Regions from separate parts of the Oryctolagus cuniculus genome. Here region 1 is linked to region 2. A link is a contact called in public Micro-C data. All regions are on one chromosome and are shown on one strand. The core of a region is the stretch at or near the end of the contact, and the rest is flanking DNA. Distances in the headings are between cores, read along the strand shown.

The links. A called contact is a pair of places that touch in the nucleus more often than the background predicts.
Region 1: a Micro-C map of ear pinna shows a contact between it and region 2, with 2.1 times the contacts expected there. The contact joins the promoter of VEZF1 here to the enhancer-like site in region 2. A contact is called at or near these places in 2 of 6 Hi-C or Micro-C datasets (ear pinna and skin fibroblasts).

Annotation. Positions count from the first base shown.
Region 1 is chr17:33,432,675-33,437,751 of mOryCun1.1, reverse strand. VEZF1 (vascular endothelial zinc finger 1) reads left to right here and starts at 2,978. Exons shown (of 6, transcript XM_051824818.2): 1 at 2,978-3,285. The coding sequence starts at 3,253. SRSF1 (serine and arginine rich splicing factor 1) reads left to right here. Exons shown (of 6, transcript XR_011383534.1): 5 at 1,593-1,739; 6 at 2,079-2,317.
Region 2 is chr17:33,387,721-33,392,081 of mOryCun1.1, reverse strand. The region is part of intron 1 of CUEDC1 (CUE domain containing 1); the gene reads left to right. Among named protein-coding and RNA genes, the nearest start is that of CUEDC1, 14 kb to the left of the region's middle. Within about 2 kb of position 2,876, at least 5 of the 8 cell types and tissues checked have an H3K27ac peak or open chromatin away from gene starts, as enhancers often do. A contact at or near this core is called in ear pinna, where this site is marked.

The DNA.
Region 1 (5,077 bases), core at 1,729-4,228, 46 kb before region 2:
CAGCAGTGGCCCCTAGAAAAACAACTCTTAATAAGTGTCTTCCTTTGCCATGTCATTAGCCCTTTGGCTATTTACCTGAGGGCTCTTTAATAAGGATGAGAGAAAACCTTTCACTTTGAGAAGTGAAGGATGTTAACTGACTCAGAGCTGGTATGCTAGTTCTCAGCTCTAAAGTTAATTTAGAGCCACTCAAAATCAATAATAAAAGTATTTACTTAGCCCCTGTTATATTTAGGAAATGCTCTAAGCATTTTACATACATTTCTCATTTAATCCAGAGGTCACTCCAGTGAGGTTTTACTCTTTATTTTCCAGATAAGGAAATTAAGGTCCTGAAAGGTGACAAGTCATATAATTTGAGGTAGAGCAGGAAGAGAGAGAAATTTGAGCAGGGTGAGTTGGGGATCTGACTTGTTTGGATGGATGTGGGTCCACCATATTTTTTGTTTATCATGCCTGACGGTAGCACTATTGATTGACTGGAAATTGCTTACAGTGACCAAGATGAACTTACTGTCCAGACATTTGTAGTCTTTTGACTGGATACCAGAGTATGGTCTGTGTGTAGAAGCTGGCCTGAGGAGGAGCTTGTTCAGTTTGTGGCTAAAGATATTCATTGTTGTCCTAAAGGTAGAGATGATGCTGTTTCTAGGGATGGAATCTTTGATCTTACTTCATTGTATTCCTGGGACAGACCTGATTGTTTCTGAGTACTTGTTCCAAACTTTTTTGATGTTTCCCTTCTAGATGTTTGAAGTTTCATCTGCGTTTAAAAGATTGTCAATTTTTTTTCTTTTTAAAAGAGAGTTTGGAGAACAGTCAGAATTGTGGTTTTGTCTTATTAGTAGAGATAAAATTAGCCATTTTCCTCAAGAAAGGTGATGCTTCTGAATCCCAGTTCTTCAGTAATGAGAACTAGACTGCTTTTCCTTGACCTCTGTTTCCTGTTAGCAGGGAAACCTCTTCCCAGAAGTGCTATGAGAAAGCTTGAGGAACATATTACTAGGTCTCAGGGTAAGAAGTTCAAGAGAGTCCAGCAGTAATGGTATTCATTATGTACTAGTTTTTGTACTCCTAAAGTTTATTTTTTCACTATAGTTTGGAAGATAGCAGCTAATGGGAGGATGCAAAGGGAGGAAGAAACCTGAGGGAGTGCATCACAGAGACCCTGGAGCGAATATGTTAAGGCAGGGGAGCAGCAGAGACAGTGCTACCAATGAGAATAAAAAGACATGCAGTATCCAAAGTCAGCAAGAGCAAAGATTATGCCTTAGATTTGCATTTTGTTTCCCTCTTCAGTGTGCATGTGTATATAAAGGTACTTCCAAAAGTTCCTAGAAGATGCACGTTATCAAAAGCTGTATGTGGTTTCAAATTTTTGTGCCCCAATAAGCATCTTTTAATTCCATTTTCCATGAACTTTTTGAAGTATGAAGCACCCTCGTACACACTTCAGCTTCCCGAGCCATTTTGTTTTTGTTTCTAAAATAAACTAATGGACATTTAGAGGAGACATGGGGGCCTCCATAGTAGTTTAGCTGAAGAATGTGCATCAGAAAGTCTTCATCATTTTCTGTCCCCTCCTGTCTTAGGCTGACCGGTTCCCTGGTGTTACCTGCTTCTGCTACTGATCCAAACCGCAGAGCTTCTCATTGATCCCCAAGGTCTCCGGGCAGTATCCAATGGGGCATCGGCTCTCTAAAAGGAACCAGATCAACGATTCCAGCCCCTTCATTCTGGTGACTGAGGGAAGGAAAGGGGGAGGTGGGGGGAACATTGTGTAGGGGACAGAAAAGAAGCACAGACTGTCCAAGCACTGTACCTCTTCAGATTTTACTGTGTATCGCTGAAGGAAGTTGGAGGTGGTGACCTGTGTGGAGGGGAATGAATGGAGGGGATGATAAGAGTTGGTTTTGAAAGATGTTGGAAGTCTTGAAATAATGCAGCCATCTGAGGAATTTTTTTAAGCTAAAGTTCATAAGACTATAACTGATATAGCCTGCCCCCTCATTTCCCCACCACAGATTTCTTGGACTGGAGACACTTGTTTAATAATAGCTTGTCTCTGATATTCCCAGTAGCTACTTCTGTGTGAGGAAAGGATAGAAAACGTTCAGGACATCATCACACAGGCTCTTCTACAAAGTTCCAGTAGCAGTGACGCCTACATGGAAGACTTGGAACTGCAGACAGAGGCTGGGGTCACCTCAGTGACATCTCCTGACGCTGTCCAACCAGAAGTTCCATTTTTTATTGGCGGGAGGGGGCTGAAGGAGGAAGCAGACTGTACTCAAGGACTAAAATAATTTCATGGCTATATTTTCTCACTTGTTTTTATTTTGTTGGTGGGAGAGGAGGGGTTTGGGGTAGAATTTCACATCATATCTGGAGTGAAGGGGAGGGTGGGGAAGCCCAGCCCTTCACCCAAGAATAACCCAGTAATGACATGTCTGTGCGTGGGAAGTGCTTCCCTCCACCCTGGGAGGATCTGAGGCGGCACCCCAGTGGGATTCCCTGCCGGCGATGGAAAGGCTACTCAGAGGGAGATGACCTCGCTCAGCGAGAGTTCCCAGGGCTTGGCGGACCAGAAAAGAAACGCCTAAGGGGCGAAACACCGCAAGTCCGCGGGGCTTCCCCCAATTTCGAGGTGGGGGCTATGCTGTACATGCGGGACTGAAGAATTGGGTGACCGCCATGGCTTGTGCCCTCCGCTGAGGGGCTGCTAGGGACGCGGCACTGCTGGGCACCGTGTCTGAGTCACGGGAGACGGCCCAGCTGTGCCCAGAGGGCCAGCGCCAGACCCTGGCGTCCTCCATCTTCTCTCCTGAGCTCCCCCTGCTCCAGCTGCCTGAGCCACGGACCGCAGCACCACACACCCCCGCGGGGGGGGACGCCGCGCCCCATCCCCGCCCCCGGCCCCACCCCAGCCCCCCCGCGGGGGCCCTGACCCCACCGCCGGCGGGCACTGGCTGAGCTCTGAGGCGGCGGGCCGGCGGCGGGGACGCGCACCGGGGGTCCGGGCAGCTGGGGGCGGCGGCGGCCGGGCCGGGGCTCCCCCCCCGCCCGCGCTCGCCGCCGCGGTGGTGCGTCCCGGAGGTTACCGGAAGTGGCCGCGCTCGGCGCTGCCATGTTGAGGAGCCGCCGCTGCCGCTGCCGCCGCCGCCGCCGCCGCCGCTTTGTTGTCGCCTCCTCCGGCTGAGGAGGCTCCCCGAGCGGGGGGAGTGGGGAGGAGGGGGGTCGGCCGCCGCAGCCATGGAGGCCAACTGGACCGCGTTCCTGTTCCAGGTACTGGGGGCCCCCCCGGGGGGGCACGGGGGGGACAGGGGGGCCGGGCCCCGGGCTGGCGGGCGGGCGGGCGGGCGCTCCTCCTCCCCTCCCTCCCGGCTCCGCTCTCCGGCCCGGCCTTAATCCCCCTTTGTTTTTCCGCCCGCCCGCCCCGGCGGAGCCGGGCTGCTGAGGTGATAGGAGGCGGCCTCGCGGGGTGCGGGGGAGCGAGCAGGCCTCGGGGTGAACCCCGGAGCCCCCCCAGCACACAGTAACACACGCATACACACCCTTCCCTCCCGCCCCGAAGGGGAAGGGAGGAGGCCGATCGCTGTCACCAGCCCGCAGCCCAGAGAAAGGAGAGCGCCGGGCTGCTGGATAGCGCGGCTGCTCGGCCACTGCGCGCCGGGCCCGGGCCCGCGCGGTGGGGTGAGGGGGTCCCCAGGTCCTGCCGAGGGCCCCCCGACATGCACTTGGTCCGTCTTTGGCTCGCTCTCCCGCCCTTTCCCCTCGGTCCCCTCTCTTTTTGTGCGTGTGCGTGTGTGTGTTGACTTTCTAACCCCCTGGCACATCCAGGCGAATAGCGGGACTCCCCGGGCTGCCCGCCACTCCCCCTGCCCGCCGCCCCCCTCGTGTCTGTGCTCTTGAGGCAGGGGTGTCGTGAGCGTACATCCCCTCCCCAAACTTTCTCGCCGGGGCCCCAGTGTTCCTCTCGCGAGCCGCAGCCGAGCCTTGGCAGCTGACACCTCTCGCTCTGTCCAGCTCTCCCGCCGGCCCATTCAGCCCGGGGAATCCCCGGGCCGCCGCGCCGGGCCGGGCGGGGGGCGGCGCTCCGGGCGGACGCTGCCTGCGGCCGGCCGAGCGGGGCGACGCGAAGTGGAGAGCGCAAACAAAGTCCGCTTACAAAGCCCCCAGATGAGTCACTCGCCGGGGTGTTGGAGTGCGCTTTTTTGCAAGAAACTTAAAAGCGGCCGCGGTTGATAACGCCGGCGGCGATCCTCTTGCCAACTCACTTTCGTTGGGGGACCCCCTCTTGGAAAGACTCGGCTGGGACCTACTTTCTCCTGCTTCGTTTCTGTTTGCAGACGAAGCATTTAGTGGGCAGCAGCGATGAGCTCACAGGGAAACTTGGGAACCCGAGGAGGTTAGGAAGCTCGTCACTTCTAAGAGCGTTCTTCCCGCCTCTGAGTTATTTTCCTTCTTGGAATACTTCGCCAAATCCCAAACGCGTAGACGGGCGCTTGAGACCTTTCGGAACTATCCAGGAACGGATGCAGAATTTTCAGAAGAATGTCCTCCCGGCCCCTGGACCCATCCCGGTGGACTTAGTGTAGGGAATAGAAGGTTTCAAACGATGCCTATCGTGTACATCTGCTTTATTGTGTTAAGACATAAGTTCTTTCAAATATGGGCAACTTGATTCTTCTTAGTAGTTGTGGAAGTATTCAAGCTTCTTAAAATTGAAAATACTCAAAATTATGGAACTCATTCCCCTTTTGTCATTCTGAACTAGTATTGTTTCATTGTGCTTTGGTGAGCTTGATAACAGTGTGATAATCAATTTAAGAATTCATTGGAAAAAAATGATAACAAAATTATCTACCATCCAGTTAGTGTAAAGGTGGCAAATGCCTTTTCTGGAAAAAAAAAAACACAAAACTTTAAAATGGCCCGTTGTAGATTCAGGAGTGATAAAAAACATTTTAAACCTGGTATCTATAAACTTAATGGAGACTGAAGAAAGCAAGTGTTCTTTCTGTAAAGGAAAAACCTGTAATTCATCTTTGGAAAGCTACTTGGAAAATCTTTTGGA
Region 2 (4,361 bases), core at 1,627-4,126:
GGAAGGAAGCTCCGCTATTTCCTTTAGTCCAGGGACAGAGGATGAGCCTGCACTAAGGAACATCACGTGGCGGGGTTTGGAGCTGTACTCTTTTTTTTTTTTTTTTTTTTTTTTTTTTTTTTTTTTTTGACAGGCAGAGTTAGAGAGTGAGAGAGAGAAACAGAGAGAAAGGTTTTCCTTCCGTTGGTTCACCCCCCAAAAGCCAGGAGCCAGGTGCTTCCTCCTGGTCCCCCATGTGGGTGCAGGGCCCAAGTACTTGGGCCATCCTCCACTGCCTTCCCGGACCATAGCAGAGAGCTGGACTGGAAGAGGAGCAACCGGGACAGAACTGGTACCCAAATCGGGACTAGAACCTGGGGTGCCAGCCCCGCAGGCGGAAGATTAGCCTATTGAGCCGTGGCGCTGGCTGGAGCTGCGCTCTTATGTGTCGGTCATGTGGCATTCGTCAGGCACTTGGCCTCTGAGGCCTCTTTCCTCGTCTGTACCAGGAGGATCCTGTTACCAGCCTATCATAGTTCAGACTCTGCTGATGGCGAGGGGCAGAAAACAGCTTGCACTACTTGTATTATTTTAAATTTATTTGAGAGGTGGAGAGACAGAGCTCTCATCCACTGGTGCACTCCCCAAATGCCTGCAACCAGGCCAAAGCTAAGAGCTGGGAATTCAATCTGGGTCTCCCACATGGGTGGCAGGGACCCAGTCACTTAGGCATCACTGCTGCCTTCCAGGGTGTGCTTCAGCAGGAAGTTGGTACCAGCAGTGGGGCTGAGTAGCCCAGGAAGGCACTCTGATATGGCCTGCACGTGTCTTTTTCTTTTTAAAGATTTTTTAAAAATTTTGTTTGAAAGGCAGAGTGATGGAGAGAGGGCGAGACACAGGGAGCGAGCAGATACAGGGAGAGGGATCTTGCATCCACTGGTTCACTCCCCAAGTGACTGCAATGGTTAGGTGTGGGCCAGGCTGAATCCAGGAGCCAGGAATTCCACCTCGGTCTCCCACTGTGTGGCAGGGGCCCAAAGACTTGACCATCTTTTGCCGCCTTTGCAAGAGCATCATCAGAGAGCTGGTTCAGAAACAGAGCAGTCAGGACTGGTACTTGAACCAGAGCTCTGCTATGGGATGCTGGTGTCATGGGCAGTGGCTTAACCCATAGCACCACAGAGCCAGCCCCACTGCAGATGCTTAACCACTAGTCAAAACGCCCATCCCACGCTCCTTGTATTTGAAGTGACTGGGGAATTCCAGAATCCAGTGCAGAAAGTACTTCTGGTCTCCCACGTCCCAGAACAAGGGCAGCTGCCCTCAGCGCCTCTGTTTAGTGCACCTGCAGGGTGCTGCTGTGTCTGGGTGTGTGTCAGATGTCCCAGCCCCTCCTCTCCCAGATACACCCGTTCTCGTTCTAGTAACCATCAGAGACCACATTGTGTCTGAACTTTAATTCCGGTTGCTGGAGGGGATCTGATTGGCTCCTTTGGGTCAGCAGTCTATTGCAGGTCCAGTCAGTGGTGGCCAGGAGGATATGGGCAAGTAATGGTCTTGGGGGCCTTTCCCTGTCCAGACAGTCCTCACAGAAGAGATGGGATCTGGGCAGATAACCTTCAAAAGGTGTCCACACTGACCTGGCTCAAGGGTTGCCATGTGGATTGGATGAAGTCAGTATGGAAGACCTGAGAACTGGAAGGTGCTGCTTCCAAGTGAGTCGGCTGGTGGTGTGGGGCTTCCTCCTGGGAGTCCTGGACACTGCACCGCCCTACAGGGGCAGGGAGCGATTCCAGCGCTGTGAGAGGGAATCGAAAACTCTGGCTGGAGGCAGGGGGCTGACTGTTGGGAGGGCTGGGAGCAGGCATGGGAGAGAGAGAGGTCACGGCGGACAGGGCCATCGCCCAGGGTGAGGCTCTGATCATGGAGGGTAAACGTGTCTCTCTCCTGCGTGAATACACATGCTTCTGCAGATGGCTCTGATGCGCACAGATGAGGGCCCGGATACGGCACGCTGGCCCTGGCCCTGGCCCTGCCCCTCGCTCCGACCTACCTGACTGCTGCTCCTGGGAGGTTCTGCACGTGCAGCCGGCGTGCCTGCACCTCAGAACTGGGCCAGCTGGGTCTGAATCTCATTCTCCCCTGCCCTGCTGGGCCACCTGGGCCGATCTTCACCCTCAGCTTCCTCACTGTGAAGTAAGGATGTTTGAGGACCTACCTCATAGGGCTGCGCTGAGTGTGCCACACAGTGTCAGTGCATGGTTCATAGTGGTCAGGGCTGGCCAGCTCCAGGGACCGCAGCCAAGGCCTTTAAGGGTGAGCGTGAACTTGTAGGGCTGCACGGTGGGGAAAGGTGTGTGCAGAGGGCCGGAGAGACCCCGCGGACAGGGCAGGTGCAGCCTGGCCACGCACGCACAGGGCCCTGCCAGCTGCCTCTCCCCTGCTGCCGCCCCGTCCGCTTCCCAGCCACTGCCGCTCCACAGCGTGGCCTTCAGGATGACGCTGCAGATTTCTGGAAGTTTCGTGGCTCCTTCCCGGCAGTCCCGGGCCAGGGGCCTGGGGGTGTTGGGTCGAAAGCCAGGGCTCAGTGCTTCCTTCTGTGAAACCGCAGAGCCCAGAGCTTTCCAGAGGAAGAGGCCTGGTGCTCACGGGCGCAAGCCGAGGGCTGAATTATTCAGCGACCCCGCTGGCTGGTGCTTCTCCTGGGGGAGGACCAAGCGAGGGCGGGGCCGCCTTTGTGTTCTTGGGAGCCCCCCTCCCCCAGGGGCCCATGCTGTCAGCCGCTCCCACTGCCTTTGTCCTGGGGCAGCCCGCAGCCTGCCAGGTTCAGGTTGAGGCCGGGAGGGGGCCCCTCCCTTTCCGCCCTGGCAGCTGAGGTCAGGCCTCTGCCTGATCAGGCTCCGCGGGGACACAGCCGTAATGAATTACGTAAAGAAGTCATTCCCATCAGCAGGCAGGGCAGCTCCTGGGGAGGTGCCTGGGGACCTGGCTGCCCTGGGCTTGGGCTCCCTGTCCCCTTCTCTCTCTCTCTGAAGCCCCAGAGGAAGGAGCGGTCACCTTCGTTCATGCCCTCTGAGGTTATGTTTTCCACCCTGGGGGCTGGACAGAAGTCAGTGCTTCAAGCAGAAGCCCAGGAGATGGGGCTCTGGAGGCCGGTAGGGGCCCGAGAAGAGGGTGGAGTGGGGTGTCCAGACACTGAGGCAGCTCCGGCCAGTCCCGCCCAGGCCCGGCCTGCCAAGGGGACGTGGCCATGGCAACCTCTGGCCATGGCTGGGGTAAACACGGGCTTTCAAAGGGGGCCTTGTTCCCCGGGGGAGCCCTGGTGGGGAGGCGCAGGGGCGGGTGTCTGTGAGGAAATGTCACTCCTGCTTCCCCCTGCCCGGCCCCAGGCCAGTTTCCTGGAGGCTCCTGGAGAATGAAGAGGAAGCACCAGGAATGCGTCCTGTCTCCAGGCAACAGGGTGAGGGGAGGGAGGCTTGGGAAGAAGTGGCTGTCCCGCTGGCCCCCTCGGGGTGCAAGGCCTCCCTGCCTTGGACTGAACTCAACAAGCCAGCGGGGGCCACCCGAGGCAGATCTGTAAGGAGCCAGCTCCCTGCTGGCACCAAATGTCGGAGAAGCGAAATCTCAGGGAAGGCGCCTTACATTTCATGCTTGTAGAAATGCCTGGGGTGTGCTCTGATGAGGAGCCGTTGGTGGGCGCTTGGATGGCCTTGTGGGGAGCTGGGCCCCCGGATTGCCCTCCCGTGAGCAGACTCAGGCCTGCACAGCAGGGAGGACGGCAGGTCTGCTCTGGGAGCACCTAGGTCGCTGAGAGTGTTCCCCACCTCCCCGCCAGGGGACAGGGACTGGGGGCTGCATTCCGCCTCTTAGGAGAGCCTCTGGTCCCAGAGGGCCGGGTAGGCAGGACGGCAGGCTGGTCTCTCAGCAGGTGCCCCCTGGCTCCTGGGGACCTTTGAGGGAAGCTGGGGATGGGGAGGGAGATCTTAACTCAGAAGCGAGGCTCAGCGAGGCGCTGATCTGCGTCTGTGTCCCTTCCCAAGTCACTTGGGCTTGCACAAGTTAACAACTCATCTGGTAGCCTGGAGTTCCCTGACCTGAGCCCCGTGTCCCCTGCCCTTCCGGGGTGGGACCCAGAAACCAAAGTTAGGTGCTGGGTGTTCCTGGGCCCCCTTCTCCCTTTGTGTGCTCCCCGTGCTGTATGCTGGGTGAGATGGGGCTGGCGTGGTCCAGGCACTTTTTTGATGAGCATGAAATCACAGGTCCCCGTGTGCAGCTTTGTGGAGAGAGGGAACAGCAGAGTTCCTGCTTCTGCAGCGGTCTGGCGGAAGAGAGGACCCAGCGGCACGTTAAAGGGACATGAGGGCTTAGGAAGTGACAGCCGA